Regions from separate parts of the Sus scrofa genome. Here region 1 is linked to region 2. The links are chromatin contacts, called in public HiChIP or PLAC-seq maps. All regions are on one chromosome and are shown on one strand. Each heading gives the region's core, a stretch centred on a gene start, on an enhancer-like site or on the middle of the called end of the contact. The rest is flanking DNA. Distances are from core to core; before and after follow the strand shown.

Region 1 (6,746 bases), core at 1,420-3,919, 99 kb before region 2:
CAGCAATGTGGGATCCTTAACCCAATGAGCAAGACCTGGGATGGAACCCAAATCCTCATGGACACAGCGTTGGGTTCTTAACCTGCTGAACCACAAAAGGAACTCCCCCTTTTTTGTTTTTTAATTGAAGAATAGTTGATTTACAACGTTGTGTTGAAGTATATCTTTTTTTGTTTGGGGTTTTTGTGTTTTGTCTTGGTTTGTTTTTGGCCATGCCTGTGGCATGTGGAAGTTCCCAAGTCGGGGTCTGAACCCAAGCTGCAGCAGTGACAATGTCAGATCCTCAACCTCCTAAGACACGAGGGAACTCTGTAGTGTGTCCGTTTCTTTTCTTTCTTTCTTTAAATATTTTATTTCTTTGTCTTTTTAGGGTTCTACACGAAGCATATGGAAGTTCCCAGCATATGGAAGCATGTGGAAGTCGAATCAGAGCTGCAGCTGCTGGTCTACGCCACAGCCACAGCATCGCAGGATCTGAGCAGCGTCTTCAACCTACACCACAGTTCACTGGCAACGCTGGATCCTTAACCCACTGAGTGAGGCCAGGGATCGAACCCATGTCCTCATGGATATTAGTTGGGTTCATTACCGCTAAGCCACAACAGGAATTTCAGTGTATCTGTTTTTAATGAATATTCAGAGTTGAGAAGTAAAATATTCACTGGTGAGCTGAATTTACCCAAACTTTGTATTATATTTGACATTTTAAAATAAGTGCTAAATAAATATGACGATCGGTCTACCAAGAGCACAGTTACAGATGCTGGCATGATGGGTGGACTACTCCAATAATCCAAGGGCTCTTTCCTTTTATAAACTCTCCCAAATGGTGAACACCACCTGACAAAGCTCTTAAACAAAAGTACATTCTTCCCTCTCTTTAAACATACTTGCATTTCTGAAAATGCAGTGAAAAATACTTTGTGTTACATGTAAAATGGAGTTAGATTCTGGCTTTAGATAATCATGAACGGTTTTTTTCACCTACAGAGGAATCTTGTGGGAATGGAGCAATTCTTCTGCGGATGAGGGTGGGGGCACCGTCCAGTGTGTTGCAGGACTTTTAGCATTTTTAGCATTCCTGGCTGCTGCCCTTAAACACCAGAACTGCCAATAGCTCTTTCTCCCCTATCTGCAAGACATTCAAAAATATTCACACAAATGGGGCTTCCCATCATGGCTCAGCAGTAACAAACCCAACTAGTATTCATGAGGACTCAGGTTCCATCCCTGGCCTCACCCAGCGGGTTAAGGATCTGGCTGTGGTATAGGCCAGCAGCTGCAGCTCCAATTCAACCCCTAGCCTGGGAACTTCCACATGCTGTGGCCCTAAAAAAACAAAAACAAAACAAACAAAAATCCCATAGATTAAAAAACAATAACAATCCCACAACACTCCATAGAGGCTATAGTCACCCCTGTTGAGAACCATCTTTGAGATAAATGATGCTGAGGGAATATGCAGGAGGAATATGCCCCTGGATCTGAGGGAAGCAAGAGGAGGGATCTAGGAGGCTGCTTAGGTTGCTGGGCGGGCAGTGAGATGGTCCGTGGAGCCCTTTGTTAAAATGGGGAGCAGGTCTGGACCAGCAAATCTGCGGATGCTTGCGCAATGTGCGTGCAGTGACGGGGCGGGGCGGGGGGGGGGGGGGAGTCAAGCCAGTGTCACCTTCTTAGTATCTTACTCCATGTGCTTCTCTCCATCCCCATTCTGGTCACCTCCTCCCAAGAGGACAGCAGTGGCCCACCAGGTCTCCATTTCTCTGCCCCAGTCCATTTTTCAAGAGCTGCCAGAGCTTCCTAGACTGCACCCCGGTTCGCATCACTCCCCGCCCCACCCCAGGCTCGCATCACTCCCCGCCCCACCCCAGGCTCCAGCCTCTGATGGACAATCTCCTTTTAGTTTCTGGGCCGTTGTGCCCACGCCTTCCCACCACCCCCACCACCCCGCCCCCAGCAGTCTCCTTTCCCTTCACCCGTTAATCCTGCTCATCCTTCAGGCTTCAGAGCAAATGCCCCTTTTGCAGAGAAGCTTTTCCTTGACTTCCTAAGGAGCTAGCTGGGTTTCTGGACACAAAAGGAATTCATAAAAAAGACTGGCATAATTATTTTTAAAACATCTCGTAATTTGATTCGCTTCTTTCAAATCCCTGAGGGCAAGCCTAATCTACGTTGCTCACGGTTGAATACTGTATGGCAGCATTTAGTAGGCGCTCAATAAATATTTCATAAATAAATGAACGAATGAATTTCTGCAGACTGCTTCTCGGAGTTCAAGAAGCGGAGACCAGGAGGTTCTAATTTTCTCGTAGTTGAGCCTTTCCGCCCTAGGTATTACCCGCTGCTCAGCCCGCGAGCCTCGGTTTAGCAGGCAGGCGCAAGGGGTGGGCCTCTGGGGACCGAACTTGCTCGCCTACGCGCGCGCCCCCGACCCCCAGGCTGGAGGGCCGGGCGCGCGGAACACTGGGCGCGCGCGTCGGGCACGCGGGGGACGTGACTGGCTGGCCGAGCCTCCAGCCGCCACTAGAGTTCCGGCGCCGCGCACGCGCGACCCGCCCCGGTCGCTCCCCCCCGCCCCCCTCCTCGCTCAGGCCCGGCGCGCGCCGGCGCGGGAGGCGGGGGTGGGGGGGCGGGGACAGCGGCGGACGCCGAGGGGGAGGGGCGGGCCCGGCCCGGCTCGGCCCGGCCGCCCGCGCACGGCTCCTGGAGAGCCCCGGGCCCGGCCCGGGCGGCGGCGGCGGCTGTAGCCCGAGGCCTCGGCGGTGCCCTAACGCCGCGCCGCAGCCATGGCCCTGGTGACCCTGCAGCGTTCGCCCACGCCCAGCGCCGCCTCCTCCTCCGCCAGCAACAGCGAGGTGAGCCCCGGGCCCGCGGCCCCGGCCCGGCCGAGCAGCCGCTGCGCCAGGCCTGGGACGCGAGTGCGGGGCGCCAGGGAGTGCTCCGGGGGCAGCTTCGAGGGGTCCTTAGCCTGCGAGGACCCCGTTGGACTACCCCGCCCGGGCAGCCGAGCTGGGGTGACTGCTGGAAGCAGTGTGCGGGTGTGAGCGGGCGTGATCCAGTTGAGAGTGACTTGTGCTGAATGTGTGTGAGAGACCCCCTTGTGGGCGTGACTGTGCGTACGGATGTGACCATGTTGGGGGTGACTGCATGAGACTGTGTGAGAACCCCCCCCCCCCCGCAATCTGGAAGCAAGTGTGAGTGTGACTCCCACCTAGGGGTGACTGAGTGTGAGCTCCGACTGGGGGTGACTGTGCATGAGACTGTGAGTATGACCCCCATCCGGGGGTGACTGTGTGTGTGAGAGACAGTGACCCCTGTCTGGAGGTGACTGTGGGGGATACTGCATCTGGGACTAGGATTCCTGACCAGTGACTGTGTGAAATGATGTGGTTCTGTGATTCCAGACCTTGAGGCTGGTCTAAGCCCTTTCCCTGTGTGCCCAGCTGTGTGTATGCCAGCCTGTGTGTGCCTTTCCCTGAGTGACTCTGGCCTGTCTACTGGGACCTGTGCCTGTTCAATGCGGCAGGAGAGGAGGCCCAGGTGCTCCTGTGAAAGTGAGATTGTTCCCCGACTGCACACCCTTTGGAGTTCTGGCTCTTGGTGTGAGTGGCTGTGCCTCTTCGGGGGCCGGTGTCACGGTGTGACAGTGGCTGAGTGAGCTCAGGGTGCTGTGTGACTGTGTATCTTAAGTTTTTGTGTGCAGCTGAGTTTGAGTTTATCATTTGGGGCTGCATGTTTGTGTGCATCAGGCCGAGTGGCTGAGGCCAATTCCGGGGTTTCTGGGATGGCATGGGTGCTTTCTGGGGCTGAAAGGACACCTCTGCACTGTGCGGATTTCTGTGGGTCTGCTGGTGACCTGGCCTGTGTGAGGCTGGCTCCTTGCTCTGGGGTGGACTGGGGGATTGGTTCTCTGAGTACACAGTTGGGCTGGACTGCCCTAGGCTGGGCCTCAGGCCTCCAAGCAGGGGAACCAGTTAGGGCCTCTGGTCTAAACTCACATCCGTGGCAAGGCAGAGCCATGACCTGCAAGCACAGCTGCTGGAGGAGGAGATGGGGAACTGTTTAGAGAAGGGAGGGAGGGGAGGCTGGGGGAGGGGCCCTGCAGGCCCAGGAAGTGGCCCGCCTGCATCTGGGCCCCTTCTCCCTGCGGGAAGTTGCCTGATAACACAGAAAAGTTTGTATGTGTCTGTGAATGCTGAGGACCTGTCTGGGGTTTAACAGCCCTGTCTGTCCTGCCAGTACTGGTGGGGCAGCTCCTTGGCCTGTTTTGCTGGGACTGGCTGGAACATACTGAGTGGCTGCAGGGTTGAACCTCACAGCCCCCTCCTCTGGAGGAGAGGCCATTATGTGTTATCTTGTCTGAGGACAGAAAATTCTAACAGTCCCTCCTCTGCACGGTGGCCAGCAGCCTGCATTTGAAAAGTCAGGCTGCAGTTGCTTCTCACCTCCCCCCCAGACATCTGTTCCCTGCTACTGCCGCCTTGCAGTTTACAAAGTGCTTCACTGCACTTAATCTCAGGGTCCCATCTCACAAATATGTGAGTGTAAAGTTCAGCTCCAGGTAGAGGTTAAACAGCCTCTCAGCCTGTATCTCTGATTCTAAAGCCCACGTTCCCTGCCTTACTTGACACCTAATTTATTCCTGCTTTAGACAGATTTTTAAAAGTGTGTATTTTTTAGCTGAGATATAATTCACATACAGTTAAGTCCAACATTTTAAAGTATACAGTTTAAGAGTTCCTGTCATGACTCAGCAGTAACAAACCCAATTAGTATCCATGAGGATTCGGGTTCGATCCCTAGCCTCACTCAGTGGCTTAATTCGCTGTTGCTTTGAGCTGTGGTGTGGGTCACAGACACGGCTCAGATCCTACGTTGCTGTGGCTGTGGTGTAGGCCTGTGGCTACAGTTCCGATTTGACCCCTAGCCTGGTAACTTCCATATACCATAGTAGGGACCTAAAAAGACCAAAAAAATTTTAAAAATACAGCTCAGTGGTTTTTAGTATATGCCCAAGGTTGTATAACCATCACCATGAATTCCAGAACATTTTCATCCCCCTCAAAATAAACCTCATACCCCTCAGCTGTCGTGCACAGCCTCCCTCCCATCCACCAACCCCTGCCCTACTGTCACCAACTCTAGACAACCAATAATATACTTAACTATCTCTATGGATTTGTCTGTTCTGGGCATTTCATGTAAGTGGATTAATACACTCTTTGGCCTTTTTGCCAGGCTTGTTTCACTTAGCATGGTGTTTTCAAGCCTCATCCATGTTGTAGCACATATAAGTACTTTATCCTTTTTTAATGGCTGAGTAATTTTCCCTTGTGTGGATATACCATGTTTTGATGGACATTGGTGGTGTTTCCACTAGGGACATTTTCTTTTCTTTTTTTTTTTTTTTTTTTTTCTTTTAGGGCCACACCCAGGGCATATGGAAGTTCCCAGGCTAGGGGTCAAATTGGAGCAACAGCTGCCAGCTTACACCACAACCACAGCAGTGTGGGATCGGGGCCTCATCTGTGACCTACACCACAGCTCATGGCAACGCTGGATCCTTAACCCACTGAGTGAGGCCAGGGATTGAACCCAAAACCTCATGGTTCCTAGTTGGATTCGTTTATGCACCATGGCGGGAACTCCAATTTCATTTTTTAACATGATTTTATTTTATATATAGTTCAGTGTCTTCTACTTTCACTTATATCATGAACATTTCCCAGTATGAACTTTATTGCCTAGATTTTTTTTTTTTTTTTTTTTTTTTTTTGGTCTTTTTGTCTTTTTAGGGCTGCACCCACAGCATATGAAGATTCCCGGGCTAGGGGTCAAATCAGCTACAGCTGCCGGCCTACACCACAGCCATAGCAACGCCCAATCCGAGCCTTGTCTATGACCTACACCATAGCTCATGGCAACACCGGATCCTCGGATCCTTAACCCACTGAGCGAGGCCAGGGATTGAACCCAAAACCTCATGGTTCCTAGTTGCATTCGTTTCTGCTGTGCCACAATGGGGACTCCCTATTGCCTAGATTTTTATTGTCCGTATCAGTAATAATTTGCAAATAAGGGGTTACTTCCGCTAGACACATTTCAAGTGATTATATAAAGCATTATTTTCACCAAGGGCCAGTGACCTCCAAAATAAGAATAAAACTCAACCAGGTTTTATTCAACTTGAGTAAATCAGCGGCATTAGTTTCTCAGGGAGCCACTAGAGGCCGTGATATTCCCTAGAAGGTGAGGCTTCCTTCCAGGTGAGGTGAGGCACGAAGGCACAGGAAGGAACAGAGAGGGCAGCGTGTATGCAGTCAGAAAGCCAGGCCAGCTCTACATCTGTTCCAACTTTTTCAGGTTACTTCTCTCTGGGCCTCAGCTCATCCGAAGGGGCTGGCTTCTCTCTCAGGTGTGTTCTCTGGCACAGGTAGTCTTTCCTCCTGAGAATCTCAGAGAGTAAGCAAGAATTAAATGGTTTTGAAATATGTACCCCCAGATCACTTCCTTACTCCTCAAAATGTGCCTCCTGGAGTTCTCATCGTGGCTCAGTGGAAATGAATCTGACTAGCATCCATGAGGATGCAGGTTCAATCACTGGCCTCGATTAGTGGGCTAAGGATCTGGCGTTGCTGTGAGCTGTGGTGTAGGTTGCATGCAGACAGGCCTGGGATCCTGAGTTGCTATGGCTGTGGCTCAGGCCAGTGGCTGTAGCTCCAGTTTGACCCCTAGCCTGGGAACTT
Region 2 (6,269 bases), core at 1,966-4,465:
ATCTAAACTCCTGAATCTTCAAAACTGCTCTCTGAAGTAAGCATTTGGATGAATCCCATTATATAGTAGGGACAGTAGGTCTCAGAGAGGGGAAGTGACTTGCCCAAGGTCACATAACTGGTAAGATGTAGAGCCCGGATTTAAAGCCAAGTCTGTTAGAACCCAAAGTCCTTTTTTTTTTTTTTTTTTTTTTTCCCTATTCTCTCATGTTGCCGGAGAGACATTTCCGTGTTTAATGCAGGGCTAAGACTCTGCAGTTAAAGGGATGTGGGTTCTATCATTAGTCCTCCTGGGTCAAACTGTGTGATCTTGAGCAAGTAATTTAACTTTTCATTTTCTTTCTTTTGAATTCTGGAAGCCTATGTGTGAGTGTGTGGGGGGTTATTTTATTTTATTTTATGTTGGCTGTGCCCAGGGCATACAGAAGTTTCTGGGCCAGGGATTGAACCCAAGCCACAGCAGTGACAACACCAAATCCTTAACCACTAGGACTCCAGGGAACTCCAACTTCTCTTTTTCTTCACCTTTATAGATGGGGATTAAGAATTTTTTTTTTCTTTTTAGGGCTGCACCTGTGGCATATGGAAGTTCCCAGGCTAAGGGTCAAGTCAGAGCTACAGCTGCCAGCCTACACCACAGCAACGGGGGATCCAAGCCATATCTGTGACCTATACCACAGCTCACGGCAACTCCAGATCCCCAACCCACAGAGCAAGGCCAGGGTTTGAACCTGCATCCTCAGGAATACTAGTCGGATTTGTTTCCACTGTGCCACAATGGGAACTCCTACAAACAACTTATATAACTCAACAAAAAAAGGCAACAACCCAATTGAAAAAGGGGCAAAAGGGGAATTCCTGTCGTGGCGCAGTGGTTAACGAATCCGACTAGGAACCATGAGGTTGTGGGTTCGATCCCTGCCCTTGCTCAGTGGGTTGACGATCCAGCAACTTGCTGCGTGCTGTGGTGTAGGTCACAGATGCGGCTCGGATCTCGCGTTGCTGTGGCTCTGGCATACGCTGGTGGCTACAGCTCTGATTCGACCCCTAGCCTGGGAACCTCCATATGCCGTGGGAGCAGCCCAAGAAATGGCAAAAAGACAAAAAAAAAAAAAAAAGAAAAGAAAGAAAAGAAAAAGGGGCAAAAGACCTGAATAAACATTGCTCCAAAGAAGCTATTCAGATGGCCAACAAGCACATGACAAAATGCTCAATATCACTGATTGTTAGAGAAATGCAAATCAAAACTACTATGAGGTACCACTTCACACCAGTCAGAATGGCCATCATCAATAAGTCCACAAATAACAAATGCTAGAGAGGGTGTGATGAAAAGGGAACCCTCCTACACTCTTAGTGGGAATGTAAATTGGTACAACTACTATTGAAAACAGTATGGAGGTACCTCAGAAAACTAAATATAGAACCACCATATGACCCAGTAATCCCACTCTTGGGCATATAGCCAGACAAAACTTTCCTTGAAACAGACACATGCACCTGCATGTTCATTGCAGCACTATTCACAATAGCCAAGACATGGAAACAACCTAAATGTTCATGGACAGATGAATGGATTAAGAAGATGTGGTATACATACACAATGGAATACTACCCAGCCATAAAAAGAACAAAATAATGCCATCTGCAGCAACCTGGATGGAACTAGGGACTCTCATACTAAATGAAGTAAGTCAGAAAGAGAATGACAAATACCATATGATATCACTTATATCTGGAATCTAATATATGGCACAAATGAACCTTTCCACAGAAAAGAAACTCATGGACATGGAAAACAGATTTGTGGTTGCCATGGGGAAGGGGGAGGGGGAGGGAGTGGGATGAGCTGGGAATCTGGAGTTAATAGATACAGACTCTTGCCTGTAGAATGGATTAGCAATGAGATCCTGCTGTATAGCACTGGGAACTGTATCTAGTCACTTGTGATTGAGCATGATGGAGGATAATGTGAGAAAAAGAATATATATACGTATGTGTGACTGGGTCACTTTGCTGTACAGTAGGAAATTGATAGAACACTGTAAACCAACTATAATGGAAAAAATAAAATTATTAAAAAACAAAACAAAGATGCCTTGCTTTGGGCAAGCAAGCCCTATCCTTTCAGATGGTCTGCTTGGTCATTTCAGTTCATCAGGCCCAGTTTCTCCAAATATTGGCATTTTAGAACTTGGTTTTTGAGAAATGATCTCTGGTTATAAAGAGGAAAACTTCATGCTATAGATGAAGAAATTCAGGCCAAGAGGACGAAGGGAACTGCCCCAGGATACACAGTCTGACTGCAGCAGAGAAAGAATCTCGGTGCTCTTTTAAGCTTGGGCTGCCCAGTTATTAAGTGAGGGACTTTGGCCAGGAAGAGGAAGGGAGGGACCCTATATCCTTCATTTCCTCACCTGCGAAATGGGGTCAAGACCTTAAGGCCCTCCTGTGTAGTGGTGGGGGATGTTGGTGTGGTACAGCACCGGGACCCCCACTTTGTGCTAGCGAAGTGACCAAATATAGTGGAAGGGGGAGCATAACGTCGGGAGTCCACAAAAGTGGTTGGAGGGTGCAATGGCAGCAGAGGCGGAGCTTCGGGAACCAGAGGCGGGGACTCGAGAATTCTGGGCGGGGCTTGGAGTTTTAAAGCTGTAAAGCGGGCAGTGGGCGGGACTTGAGATACCGCGAATAGGGTTGCTAGGCTATGGGCGGGGCTTCTAGAAGTTGGGGTGGGGTTTGTGACGACAAGGGGCTGGTTATGAAGGAATGAGAGAGTAGTTGGGCCTAGGGATCCAGGAGGCTGGCGAAGGGTTTGGATGGGGCAGTGGGCGGGGTGCACAGCAGCTGATGTTCTGGTTTTAAGAGACTCGGGGGGAATTTTTGAGGAGCCGGGGGATGTGGCCTTCCAGAGCCAAGCAGGTCAGTGGGCGGAGCTCTAAAGGACACCACTCCTGGTCCTGAGGAGCAGTGGGCGTGGCCTTTCGGCCACTGAGAGGACTAGTGGGAGGTGCGTGCGCTTGGGCACCGCCTTCCTCCGCGGTCCACCTGCATACCTCGGCACGACCAGAAGCGGCGCTAGGGAGAGTAAGGCGTGGAACACAGGCTGGGAAGCGGGCTTCCCCTCCCGGAAGTGGGCGTGGCGCGCCGTAGCCGGGCAGCCCTGGTTGGACGCGGTGCGGCGCGGGGGCGGGGCCTGCGTGCAGCGGCGGGGGCGGGGGCGGCTGTCCGCGCCCCTCCCCCGCGCGGCGCTCAGTGCCAGGCGGGAGGCGGTAGCGGTTGGAGGCTACGCCGGGCTTTGCAGCGGGGACTTCGGCGGCGGCGCCTCAGGCACCTCGGCCCTGGTGAGCTGCGCGCGCCCGGCGGGGCAGCTTGGGAACGAGCTGGGCGGGCGGACAGACCCTGTCCTCTCAGCATGTGCTGGCGCTGGCTGACAGGAGCCGGCGGGGCGTGGGGCAGGGCCCGGTGGAGAGGACAGGGTTAGCTGGAGTGGTCGCGCGCGGCGCGGATCCTTGGGCCAGGAGCCCGCTTGGGCGGGTGTGCTGGGGCCAAGGGGTCGGGGCTGCTGCGGGAGCCTTGGGATTTGGTTGGGAAAGGAGTTGGGGACCGAGGTGCCCAGAATGGGGAGAGTGAACCCGGGTCCTTATGGTGAGGAAGCTGCCCAGGGGAGACTTTTAGGGGCCCAGAACCCTTCTGGCTGGTGAGGAACCGAGCAGGGACTCGGTTACCCTGGGAGGTTTTTAGGGGTCAGGGATCCGCCTGGTTGGGTGGCGTCTTGAGTGGGGAGGGGCTGCCAGAGGCTAGGGCGCAGGGCCAGGGGGCTCCAGGCCTGGGGGCGGGGCTTGAGTCGCCCTGGGGAGCTAGGGGGTTGGGGGGTGGCCCTGGGCTGGGCTCACGTGGGGCCGGGACGTGCTGGGCCTTGCTTAGGAGGGGCGAGGGCGGCGGTCTGGTCTGGGGGTTTCCTACTTTGGGGTACGAGCTGGGCTCTGGGCCCTTAATAGCTGGATTGGGGGTCGAGGAGGGCGGGGCGGGGCAAGAGCTGGAGTGATGTGGGTGGGGGCGGCTTGGGAAGAGGATAAGCCCATGGTGGGAGCGCTGGGCTGGGAGGGGGCGAGGGTTGGGAGAGGAAGAACGGGGCTGGAACGCTATAGGGTCGGGGGCCTGGAGCGTCCGCTTGGACCCAGGATTCAGAGATACGCTCCCCTAATAGCGGAGCAGCTGGCGAGGGACGCAGCAAAAAGGAGCGCGGTGCAGGTGGGGCTCCGCTGCGCCTAAATGACTGAGGATGAGCTCAGATGTTGAGGGTGGAAATGCAGAACCGAGCCCTCCCGCCTGTGCGTACGGGCGCGCAAGCACCAGCTCTCCGTCTCTCAAATGATTTGAATGTGTTGGGGGAAGTGGCAGGCTGCGGGGGAGCCGAGAAGAAAGGGGCTTCCTCTTGGAGGGAGGCGCTGGCCCTGCCGTCCTTTTTTGGGAGTGTTCAAAGGGTTTTGGTCTCTGGAAAAGGAAACGTAGCTTTACTGCATCGTGGTTTAGAATCACATCCTATATTTGGCCTTAATGTAGGCTGTCCTTGTTTTGTGGTGTCTGAAGTCCTTGCTCTACATGTTGCAAACGTGGGATTCAGTGTAAGAAGCAAATTGCAAGTTGCTCATCTCCCCCAGGAGAGCAAGATACGAAGGCCTTTCTTTCCTATGAGACATTTAAATGGAATTGAATATAGTATGTGTTTGTCAACTGGTACTGGGTGGCGAATGTGTTTACTTTTGGAAATAGTTACCACAAAATATTAGGCCCTCTCACCACTGCCTTCCTGCCTGGAATTACATTCTAAAGCAGTACTTGTACGGCTCTTAGTCACTCTATATAATAATGCATTTCATTGTCCTTATCTGGCAGAACTCTCTCCTGACACCAGGGCTTGCTAGAATAGACAGAAACATGATTAAGTATAAGCAGTTGTTTTGTACCATCTGTTCAGTTGTGAAGGCAAATATCTGTTCATGTTACTTCACTTTCTGCATTTCCTATAAAACCGAAGAAATGAGAAATGTCTTATTTGGGACTTGATTCTGTATATTTCAGAAAACTAATTTAAGGAAACTAATTTTTTTTTTTTTTTTTTTTTTTTTTTGGCTTGGAGGTACATTTCAGGGTCGCAGTGTTTGGATATGAAGCCTAATAGTAACTGTTGGGTCTGAGAGGTTGCCTAAATAAATAGGAGGGTAAAGTGAAATCATGCTAGGAATTGTATTGTATATTAGACCTCAGAGTGCAGTCTTTTTTAGTAGATGTTAGTCTCTGTGTACTGAGGATTGAACAAAGATTATTATAAAGGTTGAGTATGCACCTTTTTGACATACCCGGAATGTGCTCTGTCCATATTTGTTTTTAATTATTTGTGGAAAGTGCATTAAAGCCTGATGGAGTCTAATAGACACATACCAATGAGATATCACTGCATACAGTATTGAATTTTTCATGATCATTTGTTACTTTGCCTGCAGATTGTGCTAATCAGCAGTTGTGTCTAATACTTTTATGTATAATTTGGGATTAGTTTCAAGTTGACAAATAGGACTTTTGGTGTGTATTGCTACTGTATCATTTTTTTTAATTGGGGTATAATTGACATGTAACATCATACTAATTTCAAGTGCTCAATTTAGTAATTCAGTATTTGTGTACACTGTGAAATGACCACCACAATAAGTCTAGCTACCATTTGTCACCATACAAAGTTATAATTTTTCTTTGTGATGAGAACTTCTAAGATTTGTTCTCTTGGCAACTTTCAAATATACAGTATACTATTATTGAGTATAGTCCTCATGCATCCATTACATCCCATGACTTAGTTATTTTAAAATTGGAAGTTTGTACTTGACTCCCTTCACCCATGCCCCCCACCCATGACAGATAACTTTTTAAATACCTAGACGTTTTGTTTTTTTAATGCTTGGATTTTTTTGATTTAGGTTTTATGCTAACACGTTTGTCACTTTTGAGATTCACTCCAGCTATAGGAGAGTCACTCAAATGCCTATGAAATGGAATGTTCAAAAGAATAAATGATCAATTCTTAGTTATGTTTCTGGGGGGATGTGGAAATTCAGTTCTCTATCATGGCAGATTATTAATGCTCTGATTTGTCACAAACAGTGCTTTAGAAACACGATATTAACTAGGCTGTTTTACCTTCTATTCCTTTTTCCAAGGTAGAACAGTAATAAATTTGGGTGCCGCTGTCATATGCACGGTACAAATCTA

Evidence for each region. HiChIP or PLAC-seq counts read pairs in DNA pulled down with a chosen protein or histone mark.
Region 1: an H3K27ac HiChIP or PLAC-seq map of alveolar macrophages shows a contact between it and region 2. The contact joins the promoter of SSH1 here to the promoter of CORO1C in region 2. A contact is called at or near these places in 1 of 5 promoter capture datasets (liver), 3 of 47 Hi-C or Micro-C datasets (alveolar macrophages, embryonic fibroblasts and mesenteric adipose tissue) and 2 of 2 datasets of contacts at active chromatin or transcription factors (alveolar macrophages and skeletal muscle).

What each region holds. Positions count from the first base shown.
Region 1 is chr14:41,961,277-41,968,022 of Sscrofa11.1, forward strand. SSH1 (protein phosphatase Slingshot homolog 1) reads left to right here and starts at 2,670. Exons shown (of 16, transcript XM_001929329.5): 1 at 2,670-2,855. The coding sequence starts at 2,787.
Region 2 is chr14:42,059,640-42,065,908 of Sscrofa11.1, forward strand. It overlaps CORO1C (coronin-1C), which reads left to right and starts at 3,216. Exons shown (of 11, transcript XM_001929345.6): 1 at 3,216-3,343.